2 separate regions of the Mus musculus genome follow, and region 2 is linked to region 1. Evidence: chromatin contacts called from public Hi-C data. All regions are on one chromosome and are shown on one strand. The core of a region is the stretch at or near the end of the contact, and the rest is flanking DNA. Distances in the headings are between cores, read along the strand shown. Region 1 overlaps Prr5 (proline rich 5 (renal)). Region 2 has its middle 18 kb from the start of Wnt7b.

The links. A called contact is a pair of places that touch in the nucleus more often than the background predicts.
Region 2: a Hi-C map of muscle stem cells shows a contact between it and region 1, with 3 times the contacts expected there. The contact joins two enhancer-like sites. A contact is called at or near these places in 1 of 484 Hi-C or Micro-C datasets (muscle stem cells) and 1 of 9 other capture datasets (liver).

The regions. Positions count from the first base shown.
Region 1 is chr15:84,699,439-84,704,249 of GRCm38.p6, reverse strand. It overlaps Prr5 (proline rich 5 (renal)), which reads right to left. Exons shown (of 8, transcript NM_146061.4): 6 at 4,519-4,659; 7 at 2,751-2,886; 8 at 577-1,532. The coding sequence ends at 1,063. Among named protein-coding and RNA genes, the nearest start is that of Gm41374, 12 kb to the left of the region's middle. Within about 2 kb of position 2,054, at least 17 of the 459 cell types and tissues checked have an H3K27ac peak or open chromatin away from gene starts, as enhancers often do. A contact at or near this core is called in muscle stem cells, where this site is marked.
Region 2 is chr15:85,596,970-85,601,780 of GRCm38.p6, reverse strand. No RefSeq gene overlaps it. Among named protein-coding and RNA genes, the nearest start is that of Wnt7b, 18 kb to the right of the region's middle. Within about 2 kb of position 2,695, at least 139 of the 459 cell types and tissues checked have an H3K27ac peak or open chromatin away from gene starts, as enhancers often do. A contact at or near this core is called in muscle stem cells, where this site is marked.

The sequences.
Region 1 (4,811 bases), core at 805-3,304:
CCCACAAGCATAAATAGCTGCCTCCTGTCCTATTTTTGGGCCAGATCTGGCCATCCTGCCTCTGCCTCTGCCCGATTTCCCACTCTTACCAAACAAAGAGCAGGATCAGTAGATCTCGTGACCCCTTTCTGTTCCTGGCTGCATGGGGTCAATGCCTATGCCAGGGCCAGGACCAGGGACTCTCAGGGTTCGTCTTAGGCTTAAGTATCACTCATTAAGGTCTCGGGACATCCTTATGTGCTCTAGGCCCTTCCATTAAGATGACATAGCAATAGCCAGGCATGGTAGCGCACGCCTTTGATCCCAGCACTTGGGAGGAAGAGGCAGGAGGATTTCTGAGTTCAAGGCCAGCCTGGTCTACAAAGTGAGTTCCAGGACAGCTAGGGCTATACAGAGAAACCCTGTCTCAAAAAAAACAAACAAACAAAAAAAGATGACATAGCAACACTGGACCTAAGAACAAGCGGCCTTGGCCCCAGCCTGGGAATGCGACTGACAGGAAAGCGAAGTCAGGGAAGTTGGGTGGTTGGGTGGGTGGGGGGAGGTCCCAGAAGGACACCAGGGGGCAGACAGGAGTCTGGGGCTGTAAATTTATTTCATGCCTTCCTATTTTGTGGCCACCCAGAGCAGAGGGAGGCAGGCAGGCAGGTCTGACTGTGGCTTGAGTCCCGTCACTCCGGAGGCCAGGCTGGGCTGGCATAGGCAGAGCCCGCTGGTTTCACATTTTCCTGGGTAAGTGTGGGCACCAAGGGTGGGGTGGGCAGGAGGGCACATGGTGACCCCATCCATCCTCCAGGTGGTTGAGTATGCATCTGGGCAGTGCCAACTGGGGGTCCCAATCAGTCCGGGTGAGCAGGGGTGGTGGATGGGTTTTCCAACAGACTGGGAGTATAAAGTGACTTGAGGCAGTGACGGGGGCTGGCAAGAGTAACAAGTCTCTCTCTCACACACACACACACACACACACACACACACACACACACACACACACACACACATACACACATACACAGGCACGCAAACACACAGGGCTCAGTAAAAACATGAACTAGTCTCAGGCCATCACACAACACTTGGCCGGCCTCCCGGTGCCTCAAAGTCAGACACACTGGAGCGACTTCCCCGCCCAAAGTCAATGAATATCCCTTCCGAGTCTGAGTCCGCGGACTCCAGGATCTGGTCCACAAGAGTCTCTGGGCTGGAGGTGGATGGGGAGCCATGGCCTGGGCCCTGTTCCGGGGAATGGGCAGGGGGGTATAGTCTGCTGGGGCAAGGCCCTGAGTGGGGTGTTGGAGAAGACCGGAAGGTCCCCGAAGGGCCCTGGCCAGGCGTGTCCACAAAGCCCTGGGGCTCCGGACAAGATGTCATCTCGGAGACTGAGTGTCTGCGGATGCTCGTGCCGCTGGCTGCTGTGCCTTCTGCTTCATGCTCGGCCACAGGATTGAGCAGGGGAGTGTTGTAGCTTTTGGAGCGCACCACTGGGTTCTTGGCTAGGATATCCCCAGAGCGGGAGCGGCGTAGGAATCGTTTCTCTGCAGGAACAGACACAGTCATACACTAAGATGGTGGGTGCCAGCCCACGTGTCCTCTGAGCATCCAAGTCCCACCTTCTGGTCAAGCATCTAATCCACAAAAGGGACACCCAATAAAAGGCTCACTGGCCACTCCCAGCCTGCCTGCTAAGGAGGGGTATGAGCTCCCTGCCTTAGCTGGAGAACTTTTAACATTCCCAGCCTTGGCCTGAACAGACCGTGGGACCTCGGCTGCCCAGGTTCAAATCTGTAAGCTGTCTGACCTGTGAATGACCCCTTGTCAGTCATAGATCCGTGTCTTATTTTTCTCCCCCGTGAAGCCTATGGATCTGAGGCACCAGTGCTTTTCTAGGTGAGACTGGGCACCCAGGGCACAAGCCTGCATGGAGGAGCTGCAGGATGAGGCGAGGCAGTGCTATGAAGCGGCTGTTTACAGGCCTCGTTGGCAGAATAGAGAGTGAGGACAGAGCCAAATTCCATTGGCCATGTAGAAGAAAGGCTTCTATGCAGGACCCTGCAATGCCTAATAGTCTCCATGAGGCGGCACTCTTGAGTACAACAAGCTCTGTCAGAGTGCCTCCCTGGATCAGGAGGGGTTGGTTGCCAGGTAAGTGTCTACAGCCAAACAGGTCCTGGGAGGTGTGAAGTTCCCCAGTTCTAACTTGTTTGAGCTGGAAGACACCCAGTACTAGGGCTTTATACCCCAGGTAGCAGCCCTAATGATGGGGAGCCTTCCAAGTGACCCTATCTGGCCTCTTCCTATGATCCAGTCTGCATCCGCTTCTGTAGCCCAGGGATTACCATTGGGGGCTCACTGACCCATCTTTCCTGCTAGGCCAAAGCTATGAAGGAAGGCTGGGCTTGGTCTCTGGGCTGGTACACAGCAAGTGCCCAAGGGACATTCCTGAATGAACAGGGAGGACACGGCAGGCTTTTGAGGGACCCAGCAGGCTCTCTAGGGCCTACTTTCTCTGTATTCCTTTCTGAGCTAGCACAGGGATGATGGAGGCTCTTCGCATGGCGGGTCTCTGTGGAGAGCCATCACTGTTCTGGGAGTTGCCCGATACCCTCCAATACCCCGTCTACCCTGAAGGTCCACATCTACACACAGCAAGGCTAGACAGGTGCAGGGAACAGACATTCTGTGTGACTGTAGTTAGTCCCCTGTGGGATCCTGGTTTTGCCAACACTGTGGCCCCAGCCCTAGTCAATACCTACCGAGGATACAGGAATGGGTACAAGGTCCTTCATTGGAATAGAGACCATAGGTGCCCAGGTACGGCGACACCACCTTCTGAATCAGTGTCTCGAGGCGCAGATAGTCTTCAGTCACACCCCTGGACTCATGTACCCCCTGCAAGGGAATGGGGGGTGTCAAACACCCTGGTCCATCAGGAGCTTGTCTCTTCCCCACTTCCCCAGGTGGAGTCCCAGGCAGGAGGCTAGGCTCCCTTATAGCCACATAAGGTGATTTATACTAAAGTCACAGAGCCCTGGTGTGCTGGAGGACCTGGGTGGTCCTTTGAGAGACAGTTGGTACTACCCAGGAGAGGCTGCTAGACAGGTTAGCTGGGTCCCCAGCCCATGAGCTTTTTGAGATAAAGTCTCATTATGTGTCCCTGGCTGCCTTCAATGTGAGATCCTCCTGTCTCTGACTCTTGAGGGCTGGGACTGCAGGTGTGTGACACCATTCCACTTCTGTAAATTTATGAAGCCACATCTCCCCCACCCACCACGGTACAAGGGAGAAATAAGAGGACTTTCTCATCTATATTAACTCACATGTGGCTGTTAAATGGGACCGGCACCCCATCATTTGGACCCCCAGCAGGAGCTGTGATCCTAGGAGTGAGTCAGGGGCACACAGTAGGTCCTTAATACACACTGACTGGCAGCCAAGACCTCAAAGCAACTCAAGACTTAAAACAGTGGGGGCTGGATTCACCTGGGGACCAAGGTGAGGTCAGGCGGCAAGCTCATAGAGGCCTTAGGGAATAGCCACTCAGTCTTGAGAGAGGTGGCAGATGGGAGAACGGAAGCCAGCCACCAGCCACTGTGGTATAGAGGCTATGCTGGAACTCTAGCAGAAGAGCTGGGAAGTGGCAGGACACGCACTAACCAGCAGGGGGCAGCACTGCTCTGGCCTTGATCACCTCCTTCAGTGGAATCCCAGGACCCAGGACCACAGAGACCTGACTTTCCAACTCTCCCAATTCCCTGCACACTCACCCTGCTAGACTTGATGCAGTCTATGGAAATCCCACTCACGGGGTTGTACTTGGCTTCATTCCAAGGTGACATAAGCCTCCGACCCAGGGCAGCCCTTGGACCCTACAACCCCTACACTACAGGCCATTCCTTGCTATGACCCCTTTACCATTTCCTTCAGCCCCAGGCCCGAGCCCACAAACCCTAAAAGGACTTCCACAAGCATGGGGGTGGGTCCTAGTGAGGCCACAATCCCTCCAACAGTTAAATGTCTCCCTGTCAGGCAGATGGGGCAGTTGATGGTACCTCTAAAGTCCTGTAGGATTGTAGGTTGTGAGAACTCTGTATGGTGAGCAAGACACTAAGGTGATGTGTCAGATGTAGGGCACATGCGGTAGCCCAACCCTCTTCAGTCCCGGGGCAAGTCCCTTTAATCCAGCCATACTAGCTGGCCACTGTCCCTTCTCCTGAGCTAACCTTGATGATAAAGTCCATCTGTACCAAGTGCCTGGATCAGTTGTGTGTGTGTGTGTGTGTGTGTGTGTGTGCACGTGCACTCACGCATGCACACACACACTCGAGTGCACTTAGTGCACACCTGTGTGCAGGGGTGGGGGTGGGTACTTGGGGGCCCAGCCCTGGCAACTGATCAAGTATACAGAAGCCAGTTACCGCCACAATGAATAAGTAACTGTGGTCTGGTTTGCATCCCAGCCCCAAAGCCTCACTTGCCCGTTCCCTGCCCAGTTGGTCCTGGGTCCCCAAACCCTCGTCCTACCTGCAGTACCAGCAGCATCTGTGCGATGGCAGGGGGAACACGCGCGTGAGAGCGGGCCAGCGCGTCCTCCAGCTTCACGCTGAGGGTGATGGTGTTCCGGAAATGCAGCAGGGCGAGCTGGCGCACCGACGGCTCCTTGCCCTGTGGACACAGGAAGGGACGAGCTGGCCACATTGCTCTTAAGTAGTTTTCTCTCTCTACCACAAGTCAAGGGTGGGATGTAGGAAAGGGCCCAGTGACAACCAGCCTTCCCCATTCTCTCTCCCTGCCCTAAAGATACAGGATTCCCCGGA
Region 2 (4,811 bases), core at 1,446-3,945, 900 kb before region 1:
CCCTGTATAGCCCCGGCTGTCCTGGAACTCACTCTGTAGACCAGACTGTCCTCGAACTCAGATATTCATCGGCCTCTGCCTCCCAAGTGCCATGTGCCACCACTGCCTGGCCTGGGACAGTTTTTAATCCTAAATGATACTTTGAAAAGTGAGACAGACAACATTTGAAGGGAAATTAACAGAAGATTCTAGAAACAAGGTCCCTAGCCAGAGTGAGCCCAGACCCCAGTAATGGCTGTATATGAAAGTAAAGAGTCAGGGCCTAGGCTGGTACTGCTGAGATGCAGCTCAGACCCTCAGAAAAGAACAGCAGCATTCTGAGGAATGAGGGGCAGGGGTGAACGACAGCTGTAACCACACAGAAGCTGTGACCATGTGACCCAGAGCATCCTGGGCCCTTAACAGACACGGTATCCAGACTGGGGTCCTGGATCATACCTGCCAGAACAGGTGGATGCCAGTCCAAACACATGTGTGCAGGTGCTAAGGACCGTACTTTACCTCATGAGCAAGGTCATAGAGTCAGCTGTGGACAGACGAAAATGGTTTCTTCCAGCTGAGACACACCATTTTTCTCTATAGTTGTCCACACAGGAGGTGTTCTTTGAAGCTTTGGTACATGGGCTGAGGAGGGAGAGAAGGAGGGGGCTGGGGGTAGAAAGGACCTGGTTCAGGGCAGGAGCCATGGGATAAAGAGACTTATGAGTTCCCAGGCTGGACGGCTGCACCCGCCATTGTCTCCTGAGAGTATAGGGTCCAAATTCCCATGGGACTAGTGGTTGGACATGTTCTTCTCAGATGAGGAGTTGGCCAGGACCAGGGTCATTTCTCCTTGGATTAGGACTTGGCTGCTCCCTTGGTCTTCTCGACCTTGTCCAGGCAAACAAAATCCTCTGATTGGTTACTGTCAGAGGTGCTGGGATGGTGCCCTGGAGACGGAGCAAGTGTGTAGACGAAGGAAGGACGGACGGGACAGCACCAGCCCCCCTCTCCCCATATCCAGCTTCCACATCCCAGCCCCCCCCCACCCCTGACTAAGGAGCACCAGGGCTCAGGCTGCTTCTGTAGCTTTCCCAGTCCCTGCCCCCCCCCGCCCCCCCCGCAGGCCCCACCCGCCCTGCGCAGCAGCTGCTTCCGGCCAGACTAGCAGACAATGTGTTGGCGGGTGGCCCGGGGCCAGGACCATCCATCCCCCCCAGCCCCACAGGAAGACAGAGCACAGAAGAGGAGCCACTGTGTCCCCGAGTGAACCCACTGCCCAGGCACTGGGATTTAGAACTTCAGATTCCAGGGGGAGGAGCCTCTCGGGTGACTCAAACTGATTCCTCCAGCCTTGAACCCGTTGGGACTCTGGAGCACTGCCTTGTGGGAGGGGGGTGGAAGAAAGTAAGAGGGGGTCAGAGAATCTTGGCTTGGACTTTCTTTTCTTTTGGTAGCCTTGGCCTCAGACTGGGCAAGCCTTCCCTACCATGGTGCCCTTGCATGGCTGTGTCCTTGGCACTGTAGATCTGTTGAGATTGTGCCACCCAGGTCTACTCCAGGGTCCACACTCTTCTCTACCCGCCCTCCTGCCCTTCCTGACAGCGTCCCTTCCGGTCAGGCGTTCCTGTTCAGATGCTGTCTGTCCTTCCTACAGGCCCCGCCCCTCTCCTGTCTCCTCCCACCTCTCCTGAGCCCACATCCCTCATCTCATAGCCGCAGTGCTTGCCTGTTTGTCTCCCCGTCCCTCATAAATACCCCGGAAGGACAGACCCTACCCTTCCTAGGTCTTAGCATAAAACCCATGCACTTAGTAGGTCCTCACAGAGGACTGACAGATTGCTGAATAAGTTGTTTCCTGAGTGTGCTGGCTCCTCCCTGCCAGGCCTGCCCTCCCCAGTGGGGGCCCATCTCTGCCTCCCCCCTCCTCTGGCTGGCTGCAGGGTCTTCCCTCAAACCCTGACAATGAACTCAAGGAAAGAATGCAGTCCACTTGCCCAGCCTTACAGAGGGGTGGAGCCTAGTGACTGACGGACCGCTTGCCACGCACATGGATGTTATAATAGCAACAGCGATGGCCCAACAGTAGTAATAAAACGTCACAGAAAGAAAAGAAGCTAGCAGGGGAGAGGAAGGAGGGTGACCCTCACAGGACACTACAAGGCTGTGGAATGGCCACACAGGTAACCCCCTCGGAAAGGTCAGCATGGCAGAGCACGACTATCTTACCTGCAAACCCACTTCCAGACCTGAGTCTTGGAGGATTGACAGTAAGGCCTGGATTAGATTCATGAGTACCCAGGCTCACAGCAGCCAAAGGGACCTGGGTGAGCCAAGTGTCTGGAGACAATTATATGGATCGCCAGTTCCTTGGTGGCCACCTGGGGGCTGGGTTGGCCACTGATGTTCCCATTCCAGCACCCTGAACCTCAGGGGGTGACGTCACAGCGTACAGACCCCTTGGTCCCCAGGGCTGTAGCTTCAAATACGCACCCTATCACTGTTCACGGTGATTCATCCCCGTTTCTGATATCTTTACAAGCCAGCACCAATCTGGTCCCCATGAGTCATCCCTAGAGCCTTCAGGAAAGCACGATGCCACAGAGGCAAAAGCCACACAGCCTTTGGCCTGGCAGCCAGGCCCCTCGAGAGTCCAAAATCTGCCCCTTCCCCTCTGTATCAGGAGTGTGGTCCAGCTTCATGGTTAGGACCCAGTGTGCCCATTCCCGGCTACAGAGCGCCCTCTGGTGGAGCTACTGGGAGTTGTCAGGCCATAGAGAAGGAATCCAGAACTGGGCAAATTCCTGAAGGTCAAGGACATTTGGAGGACCACAGGGTGGGGACTGACTGGCCAGGAGCTGGAGCTGCCTGAGATCACCAACTGTCCCCATGACTTCCATGGAAAATGGGTCCAAGCTGTGGCTCTTTCCCAGGGACTATGATATGGTGAGGACAGTTTGCAAACTGGACTCCACAGAAGACATTGCCAACCATCTCATTCTCAAAAGCCCTGCGACTATCTTCCTTATCACCGCCACCATCATCATCATCACCACCACCATCATCATCACCACTATCATCGTCATCACCATCACTGCCTGTGCTGGATAGTTTTATGTCAACTTGACCCAAGCTGGAGTCACCAGAGAGGAGGGAACCTCAATTGAGAAAATGTCTCTGTAAAGGGCTACAGGCAAACCTATGGGGGCATTTTCATACTTAGTGATTGATTCATTGGGGGTGGGGCTGGTCCTGGATTCTATAGGAAAGGAGGCCGAGCAAGCCACGGGGAGCTGTAAGCCAGGAAGCAGAGGATGTCACACTTCATTCCTTTGCTCTGGCCTTCCTATACTGTCTTAGACAAAAGTTCTTTATAAAATTACCTCATAGATCAAATATCACACAAAAGGGGAGTTACAGAAGGATGTTGATAGTAAGTTCAAAGCAGCGCTTCACTCTGTAAGCTCATTATAAGTTCAAAGCAGCAGTTTCACATAGCCTGGCTTTATCATAGTGCGCACTTGTGGCCTCATCCTTGGACAATCTGACGCAGACCCATATCCCACACCTGGGATTAAAACAAAAACATAATCACATTACACAAGTGGGTTTTTAAAGAAGCCCAAATTCTCGCTATGTAGGTCCTCTGTGTTGGCCAAGCTCACCTTTGTCCCTCGAAGCCAGACTTCTCTCACCGGACCTGCCTGGCTCACTCTTGGAGCTCGGCACTGAGAAGTGAGAACCCCATCTCTAGCCATGTGCATCTCCTCAGGCTCTCAGGGACCAGCTGTTGTCAGTTTCCATGGCATCTCCAAAGGACAATGGCTTCTGGCCACAGCCAGCCTGGCTGTTGAAAAGCCAGAAGCGTGTCCATACTCTCCCCTGAAGAGGAGAGTGGCACCTCTGAGAGTTCCTTCCCCAGCCTCCTCCAGGAGCCAGAGGCACAGTGGGCAGTGTGGGCTTCAGGAGTCTGCGTCCATTTCTCCTGATTATAAAACATCCACCAGGAAAGGCCCTAAAGATGGCTGCTTCCGTCAGACAAATCTGGTCAACAGATTTATTGCTTCATGAACTACAGAGATAGTTTTGTGGTTAAGAACATTGGCTGCTCTTCCAGAGGACGTGGGTTCAATTCCCAACTTCCATATGGCTCTTCACAATTGTCTGCAACTCCAGTCCCTAGAGATCAATGCCCTCTTCTGGCCTTCATGGGCATTACAGGTACATTGTACACAGGTATATATGCAGGAAACACACCCCAAACATATCACACACACACCACAACACATAACATACACCATACACAGCACATACATTCACACCATACACACCACATACACTATACCACATACGCAGCACACCACATACACCACACACACCACATATCATACACACACCACACTATACCACAACACAGACACATACAATACACACACACACAAATACCACACCTCACACAATATTACACATACTATACCACACACAGACACACACACACATACACACACACACATACACCACACAAACACATACACCACATACACTACCTCTCTCTCACACACACCACACCACACACATACCACATACACACAGACACCGAAATCCCCCATACCATAAAGTATTTGCATTGATAACTCATTGGCCAAGCAGCAACACCAGCTGTCCACACTTGTAGGAGTGAAGATTTGCTTGATTAACTCAGAGTCCACTAAGTGCCACTCAGGCCCCCTGTAAGCTCTTGCATGTCACACTTCACTTTTCTTGTGTTTGCACCTGTGGCAGTAGTGGGGATTGAACTGAAAGCCTCACGCAGGCTAGGCAAGTGCTCTGCC